Linked DNA regions of Zea mays: regions 2 and 3 are each linked to region 1. A link is a contact called in public Hi-C data. All regions are on one chromosome and are shown on one strand. The core of a region is the stretch at or near the end of the contact, and the rest is flanking DNA. Distances in the headings are between cores, read along the strand shown. Region 1 holds the start of LOC100501371. Region 2 has its middle 54 kb from the start of LOC100280589. Region 3 holds the start of LOC100193247 (putative DUF231 domain containing family protein).

The links. A called contact is a pair of places that touch in the nucleus more often than the background predicts.
Region 2: a Hi-C map of root tip shows a contact between it and region 1, with 5 times the contacts expected there. The contact joins the enhancer-like site here to the promoter of LOC100501371 in region 1. A contact is called at or near these places in 2 of 25 Hi-C or Micro-C datasets (ear and root tip).
Region 3: a contact with region 1 is called in a Hi-C map of ear, with 2.5 times the contacts expected there. The contact joins the promoter of LOC100193247 here to the promoter of LOC100501371 in region 1. A contact is called at or near these places in 5 of 25 Hi-C or Micro-C datasets (bundle sheath, ear, endosperm and 2 more).

Annotation. Positions count from the first base shown.
Region 1 is chr10:128,496-131,299 of Zm-B73-REFERENCE-NAM-5.0, forward strand. It overlaps LOC100501371, which reads left to right and starts at 1,500. Exons shown (of 3, transcript NM_001362602.1): 1 at 1,500-2,804. The coding sequence starts at 1,618.
Region 2 is chr10:519,808-522,835 of Zm-B73-REFERENCE-NAM-5.0, forward strand. No RefSeq gene overlaps it. Among protein-coding and RNA genes, the nearest start is that of LOC100280589, 54 kb to the right of the region's middle. Within about 2 kb of position 1,769, at least 18 of the 20 cell types and tissues checked have an H3K27ac peak or open chromatin away from gene starts, as enhancers often do. A contact at or near this core is called in ear and root tip, where this site is marked.
Region 3 is chr10:579,462-582,304 of Zm-B73-REFERENCE-NAM-5.0, forward strand. It overlaps LOC100193247 (putative DUF231 domain containing family protein), which reads left to right and starts at 1,262. Exons shown (of 4, transcript NM_001138396.1): 1 at 1,262-1,852; 2 at 1,933-2,304; 3 at 2,418-2,573. The coding sequence starts at 1,353. It overlaps LOC100280459 (agmatine coumaroyltransferase), which reads right to left and starts at 868. Exons shown (of 1, transcript NM_001153379.2): 1 at 1-868. The coding sequence starts at 814.

The DNA of each region.
Region 1 (2,804 bases), core at 250-2,749:
GAACACTCAGCAGGCACCACACCACTTGTTTGCCTTCTCAGGATCACTATCTTAGGGGCCCACACGCACCAAGTGCTCCACCCTGCAAGCACCACACGATGGCTGCATTATTTCTACGTCCACTCACCACGATGGCCACACACAAACGTTCGATTAGTATAGTTAATACAGTTATTATGATACATACATTCTATGTAATCGTAATATCTGTTTTATGGATTTGCACCTTTTTGTAAAAAAAAACTAATAGTAGAACAAAACATGTGTTTCATGATACTAAAACTAACACATGTGTCTACATCGTACAAAAGTTAAGGGTCAGCTTTTTTAAAGGTAGCATAATTGTAAAAGAATCACAACATGAACTTAAAAAAGATTCACCTTAGAAGAAAATAATCGTTAGATAACTTTCAGTCAAGGTACGAAAACGATGTATTACCGATAACAAAGCATGTGAAGCAGAGATACAATAGACCGATCGATGTTGTTATTTAAGTAAGCATCACGACCAGGCAATGTTGGATAGTTGCATATAAGTGAATGAAGAAAGTTGACACGATGCTATGTTATTTAGTTACTGTTGCCTTAGGGCATGCTTATTTCAGCTTATAAATTATAAAATTAACATTATAATTTGTCAATATTATAATTTGTATATAGTTGTTTGGTTGTCCAGATTATATGAATGTATATTATTGATCTTTAAGACACAAAGGCAACGATACCTTTGTTTGGGTCTTCTTTTTTTATAGTTATGGCATGTTACTTTAGACGAAGAAAATTGAAATTGAACTCATAAAAAAACATGTGTGTGGGGGGGGGGGGGGAAGAAAGCTTGCGTTGGGGGAAATGAATTGTAGGTAGTGGGGTTTTTTATCAAAAATAATATCAGATAAGGTACTCTTGAGAAAATTATGAGATTATCATAATTTAGACTCTAGATTATATAATCTGAACCTATAATCTATGTTTGTTTATCTGTTGTATCATTTATCTTGGATTATATAATCTGATCATATTATAATTCAAAATAAAGAGAGCCTTAAAATAGCGTCTGGATGCCGTTTTGGTAATAAAATGACCTTATTGTTGGAGTCAACTCTCTTGATATAAGACTAGTGGAGACGTGTGATGTTGCTTGAGGAAATGGGTACGTGTTGCAATTTGGGAGAGAGGATCTAGGTGTCGATCTTTCGGAAAGATCACGACGAGTCAGACAGTCACCAAAGCTGCAGAGCAGAAAACAGAAAAGAAAGGAGGAGAGAAGAGTATCCACAGACCAAAAAGAAACGAATACCACGCACTACCAGGTGCGTGGGCCCCCACCATAAAAAGGACACCAACGTGAGTGACGCGTGGGCCCCACAGTGGCCGTAACGACATCTCCCAAAAGCATCAACAGCACCTTTTCCTTGCTATGGTGGTCTGGAGGGAAAAAAAAAGATGAATAGAAAATGGTGGAGATATAAAATAACAGAGCAGCCGCACCAGCACACCTGCCGCCCCCCTCCAGCTTTTCTTTTGCGCAGCCACCCTCTGGCTTGCCGTTAATTTCTTTCCCGTTTCACTCCTCGCGTTTTTACACTTGGCCCCCAATCCAATCCCCGCCAGGCCGCCATGCCGACGCCGGTGCCCGCCGCGCGCCAGTGCCTCTCCCCGCCCGCCGTCACGGCCCTCGACGCCGCCGTCGCCTCCGCGCGCCGACGGGCCCACGCGCAGACCACCTCCCTTCACCTCATCGCCTCGCTCCTCGCCCCCACCGCCGCGCCGCTGCTCCGCGACGCGCTCGCCCGCGCCCGCAGCGCCGCCTACTCCCCGCGCCTCCAGCTCAAGGCGCTCGACCTCTGCTTCGCCGTCTCCCTCGACCGCCTCCCGTCCACCCCCACCTCCGCCTCCACCCCCACCTCAGTCTCCGCCTCCGCCTCCGCCAGCACCAGCAATGACCCCCAGCAGCACGAGCCCCCCGTCGCCAACTCCCTCATGGCCGCCATCAAGCGCTCGCAGGCCAACCAGCGCCGGAACCCGGACACGTTCCACTTCTATCACCATCAGGCGGCGCCCACCTCCCCCAACGCCATCAAGGTCGACCTCTCCCACCTTGTCCTCGCCATCCTCGACGACCCGCTCGTCAGCCGCGTCTTCGCCGACGCGGGATTCCGCAGCAACGAGATCAAGGTCGCCATCCTCCGCCCCGCGCCGCCCGTCCCGCTGCTCGGCCGCCTCCCCACGCGCGCGCGCCCGCCGCCGCTCTTCCTCTGCAGCTTTGCCGCCGCGGACGACGCCGACGTCCCCTCGCCCGCGCCCGCCCTCGCGGGGGCCGCACCGGGGGAGGACAACTGCCGCCGCATCACCGACATCCTCGCCCGCGGACGCAACCCCATGCTCGTCGGCGTCGGGGCCGCCTCCGCAGCCGCAGATTTCGCCAAGGCGTCCCCGTACCGCATCGTCCCCATCGGCCCCGCCTCTGCCAATAATCAGGCGGCACCGACGACGCCCACCTCTGGCCTTATCTTCAGCATCGGTGATCTCAAGGACCTGGTGCCCGACGAGGCCGACCTGCAGGACGCGGCTCGCCGGGTGGTGGCGGAGGTCACGCGCCTGCTCGAGACGCACAGACCTGCTGCCCGCCAAACCCAAACGGTCTGGGTCATGGGCTGGTCCGCCACCTACGAGACCTACCTCGCCTTCCTTTCCAAGTTCCCACTCGTCGACAAGGACTGGGAACTCCAGCTGCTGCCGATCACCGCCGTGCGCGACGCCGGCCCTGCAGCGGGACTCGTGCCTCCTCCTCCAGCTCCAGCCAC
Region 2 (3,028 bases), core at 519-3,018, 390 kb after region 1:
TATGCATATGTATAGCACGTCTTATATTGTATAATTAGAATAAAAAGTGGTTACTCGTAGTTATCACATGTGTACTTATGTTTGAAAGGATATGGCTGGGCTGGCACTGGCAGGGAGACGATAGCCGCATTATCCCTTTGGGCCGTTCACGCCCATAATCATGCATACGGGGATCTTCTGTGCCAACGCAAACCAAAAATCGATTGGGTATGCTGGTGCGTATAGACCTGTTCAAACATTAGGTCAGGTCGGGTCATGGATTGTTTGACACGGCCTGCACCCGACCCGTGCCTAGTATGGGGTCGGTTGGGGTCGGATTGGCCCATGCTTCCTCATTGGGCATGTTGAGTTAGGTTTTTTTAAGTTAGGTTGGGTTTTTTTGGCTTTGGGTTGGGTTTTTTCGGGTTGAGTCGAGTTTTGGGTCAAAAATCATGACCCACGTTACATTGATCGAGTCAGATCAGATTGGGTTTTTTCGAGCGCGTCAGGTCGGGTTGATCGGATCGGGTGACCCATGATCAAGTTTATGCGTAGGGTTGGTTCAGTGGGCTGTTTCGGGTGATGATTAGCACCCCTATATATATATATATTCATATTGCTAGGAGCTCATTTAATTTAATACGTAAATACTATATAAGATTTGTGATGATATGCATATGAACGTGTAAAATATTACTACTTAATTATATTAGTAGCAAACACATATACATAAAAAATATACTGATCATAGACCAGGAAACTGAACTAAGCTTAACAAATTCGGTGAAAAAAATTTGTACCTTGTGGGGGACTATGCTCAAAGCATTGGTGGACGATCCACTTGAATGATTTGACATTGTATGTTGCTCAAAGTAGTGGACCACAGACAATAGAGGCACATGCTCGCAGTGCCGTCTCTAGAGGGCTCACTAGCATCACCAAATAGAAGATGATCGTTGAGTAGTCGAGGTGACACTCCCTGTAAACTTGGTCACCAACTAATAAGTTGTTAGCTGGTTTTTGCTGGGTTGAGGTAGCTAACAATTAATGGTTATTTAACGGACATAGCTAATAATTAGTTAGTCCATTAGTTGACTCGTTCTAAAACTCTTAAGTAATTTTAGCGGATAACAATTAGTTTTATATTTCGATAAAAAAACTTTTAGTTTTAAAGGTTTGGATCTGGGCCTGAGTAAAAAAACACCGAACAGGACTAAAACTACAATTCACCTTAATATGGATCTAGAATTTATTTGGTTTAGCTGTTTGCAGTTGAATAATAGGTACGGTCCTATATATTAGGGGACCGAGGATCCATATTAACATGATCAATAATGTTTTAGAGATCTTCAATAATAATGGATTGATTCGTTTTAGTTTTGTCTTGAACTAATAGTGTTTGTTTTACCAAATTCCATGCATAAGCATTATGTCGGACGCAGATATATATATATATATATATATATATATATATATATATATATATATATATATATATATATATATATATATATATATATATATATATATATTATCTTCTGCTGTCGCGCTGACGATGATGTCATCCCCTTGTCCATGATCTCTATGGACAATGCATTAAAAAATTTGATGAGCCTGACGTACGATTGCAATTGCATGCATGTCGGACGCAGATAATGTAATGAATACTGCTTCCAGAACCTCGCCTCGGTTTGCATTGCGTGCCCTGACCATGCATATACTTGCGTGCTGTGCACCGCGTGTTTCACGTGGGCGGGCTCAATCACATGCGTGTGTCAGAGCTGTACCATCCATGCATGCACATGCACGCGTCCTCACTTTCCTTTTTCTCCCCGACCGTAGCCTCCACTCACATGACATGATGGCAGGCAGGTCAGGTCACAAAATAGGTTTTATATATAGACAGTGGGTGTTTGGTTTCTAAGGACTAATGTTTAGTCCCTTCATTTTGTTCCATTTTAGTATATAAATTGACAAATATAGAAACTAAAATAAAGTTTTAGTAAAGTTTTAGTTTCTATATTTGATAATTTTGTAACTAAAGTGGAATAAAATGTAGGGACTAAAAATTAGTCCCTAGAAACCAAACACCCCCTAAGGTCCTGTTTGGTTCCCTTAGTCACTAAATTAGTAACTAAAGTTTAGTCGCTAAAGTACTCCGTTTGGTTCCAGTGACTAAACCGGACTAAAGGGCATTAATTGCTGTGAATAATGACTATTTTACCCCTATTAATTAATGGATGTTTGCTATAAGAAGAAAGTGGAGAGGACAAATAAGGTAAAAATACTACTTTAGTCTATTTTAGTCACCCCCTTAGTGACTAAAGAACTAAAGTTTAGTCACCCCACTTTAGTCACCATATTTGCTTCTTTAGAGACTAAAAGTGACTAAACTTTAGTCACTAAACTTTAGTCACCCCAAACCAAACGAGGCCTAATACACCAGTGATACTGATAATAGTTAGGTTGGTTAAAAAATTGCTAGTAAAATTAACTATCTACTTAACAAATAACTAGTTAACTATTAGCTAGACTATATTTAGTTAATTTTAGCAGCTAATTATTAATTATAATACATTCAAACACCTCCTAAAATTTAACACAACGAGCGATACCCTATACCCTCCATAATTATAAGTATTACGAAGGCATTGGTGGCTTCACTCAAACAAGCCAACATTTGTATGTTCGTACTGCCGTTCCTCGAGCACCACTCTGAGCCTTCCTCGACTTGTCAATACGTCTATTTAAGCTCTGGTAAAAAAAATAGTCAAAATCTCATATGATAGTAAAACTAAAATTTAATATGGATTTAGGATTCGATATAATAGCATTATCTGCCGTGATAGGAAAATAAACCAACATTATCGTCTGGCTGTCACCCTGAGCATGCACCTCGATCGATGCATGAGATGGATTTGTGCTCATATAATGTCCTATCCCTTCTCTCCATGCCAATCAAGCCTGACAATGTATAGCAGACGAGCGATAGATAATCTCTGCTGCACATATATGACATATATGCATATGCATGTCGGACGACGCACAG
Region 3 (2,843 bases), core at 12-2,511, 450 kb after region 1:
CCTTCCACAGGTAGGCGGACAGCGCCTCGACGCGGGTCGGGCGCTGGGCCGTGGTGGCCGCCGCCGCCGTGTCGCGCAGCGCGGCGATGTCGCTCGCCTCCACGTAGTAGACGCGGTCCACGAAGCTGGCCTCCGCCGTGAGGGCGTTGGGCAGGCGCTGCTCGTCGAACGTTGTGAAGGTGGCCGCGACGGAGTCGCTGTACGACGGCGGGCTGCGCGGGCGGAACACGGAGCGGTCGTAGTTGAGCGGGGGCGCACCGCCGATGTCCCCGGTCCGCGCGAGCTGGGACCACGTCCTGACGATCGTGGCGCCCACGTGGCCGTCGCCGACGAGGTGGTTGATCCACCACATGACGGAGAAGCCCCCGCACGCGAAGGAGAGCAGCTGCACCGACAGAAGGACGTCCCTGGGGAACGGGAGCACCATCTTCTTGACGGAATCCTTGGTCGCGCCGTAGTTGAGGCTCCCCAGGGCGACGCCGACCTCGCCGACCACGAGCTCTGCGCCTTGGTTGTGGCAGTGGAGCTCGGGGAGGCCGGAGCTTGGGTTGGTGACGAGGCGGCCGGCGAATGGGTAGAGGTAATTGAGCAAGGACGGCAAGAGGGACTCGAACAGGCTGGGGATGCGCGCGCTGAAGCCGCCGCCGGCGTTGGGGTAGACGCACAGCGTGCCGAGCTGTGAGTCGCAGACGTAGAGGTCGAGGTTGGAGAGGGACATGACATGAGGCTGGATGGAAGCGTCGGAGGCCTTCACCAGCCGGCGGCTAACCACGCGGATGCTCGTCGGGTCGTTAGCCGCCATGGTGGTAGCCATAGCTAGTTATGCCGCTACAACTACTACTACTGGTGAATTGCGTTGGCCATCTGCACTCTGCACTGCAGCAACACATATACATATATATATATATAGTATGTGATGCCACTTGAATACAATTTTCTGTGATACTTCCGGCGGGCAGGGCGGGCTATAAGTTCTTGGGCTTCAGTCCATATAACAATCTAGTCTAGTTCGGTCCCGAAATAAGATATAGCCCAGCAAGGCTTAACGACAAGACAATGGGCTCAATGTTGAGGCTTGGCCCAAGATCTCTTCCTCCCAAGACTATTTTAGGCTTTTAGCCCGTGAGCTAGCTACTCCCGCAGTGCAGCGAGTTTGACTATGGTGACCCACGCACTGACACGCCGGACCCAACCGACGCCAACAACACCGCGTTCGTCGCCGCGGGATCGGGCTGGGCTTGTTGGCCTCGCCTCGGTTGGTGCCCTCTCTGCCGCCGCGGACGAGAGTCGCCACCACCACCACCATCCAGCCAGCCCCTTCCCTTCCCCAGCAGCAGTCTCCAGCCGCAGCCATGGCCAAGCCACCGCCGCCCACCTCCACCTCCGACCCCGCGCTCCCCACCACTGCTACAACCACCTCGTCGGCCCCCAAGTCGTCGTCTCGCCCCTCCCCCCGCCCCCGGGGCCTCCTCGATCCGCTCGCAGCCTCCGCGCGCTCCCTCCTCGCCTCGGCGCGCCGCTCCCCGGTCACCACGTTAGCCGCCGCCTTCTTCCTCCTCGCGCTCGTCATGTACGGCGAGGACGCCCGCACCATCGCCGAGCTCTCCATCGACGACTACCTCTACCCGGACGCCGACCTCTACAACGTCTCCGGCCTGCCGCCCCTCGCGCTGCCCCCGCTCACCTGCGACCTCTCCAGCGGCAGATGGGTCTTCGACAACGTCTCCGTTCCGGCGTACCGGGAGAAAGACTGCACCTTCCTCACCAAGCAGGTCTCCTGCCTCGCCAACGGCCGCCCCGACGACATGTGGCAGTACTGGAGATGGCAGCCCAACGAGTGCTCCCTCCCCACGTACGTCTTCCTCCTCCTCCTCCTCCTCCAGATCGCATCTTCCATGCTCAGTTGTGTGATTCGACTGATTGGCAAAGCAGGTTCGACGCTCGGAGATTCATGGAGGCGATGCGCGGGAAGCGGCTCATGTTCGTGGGGGACTCGCTGAACCGCAACCAGTGGGAGTCGCTGGTGTGCCTCGTGCAGTCCATCCTGTCCAAGGGCAGGAAGAAGATCGTCAAGCGGGGCTCCTTCAACACCTTCTACGCCAAGGAGTACCGCGCCACGCTCGAGTTCTACTGGGCGCCCTTCCTCGTCGAGTCCAACTCTGACAACCCCAACTTCCACAGCATCAAGGAACGGATCATCAGTCCCGAGCGGATCGAGGCGCACGCCAAGCACTGGAAGGATGCTGACTACCTCGTCTTCAACACCTACATCTGGTGGATGAACAACGCCGATATCAAAGTCAGGTCAACACCTACATCTCGCTCCCTGACTGGGAATGCGTAACTTCTTTCTCTGCGTCTTTTCTGCAATCAAGCGATGGGATCGTGTTCTGAAATCGCTGGATCCATTTTTGCAGGAGACCCAATTCGAGGTACTGGTCTGACAACGATGAGGTTCCCAGGATTGAGGCGTACGGCCGTGTGTTCAAGACATGGTCTGATTGGCTCAATGACAACATCGATCCTGCCCGAACGTCCATCTTCTTCATGACGATTTCTCCTCCTCACCTCAGGTGACCGAAAGCTGCTGCAATTATATTTCCTTTTCCCCTTCTTCTATATGGTACGAACAATGGTGGTTCGCTGCGGACTTTGGTTGATTAGTTCCTTGCAATGCAACCTTGAATGTGGACCACTGTCGGTTCGATTGGGCACCATACATTGGCTTGATTGAAGGGGTTGTTGAGTCCAAATTGCCTTCTAGAGAAGCAACCTTCCTCCTTTTCTATTCAGCAGGGCACGGTGTCATTGTCCACTCAACCAAACTATATGGTCGACCAGTC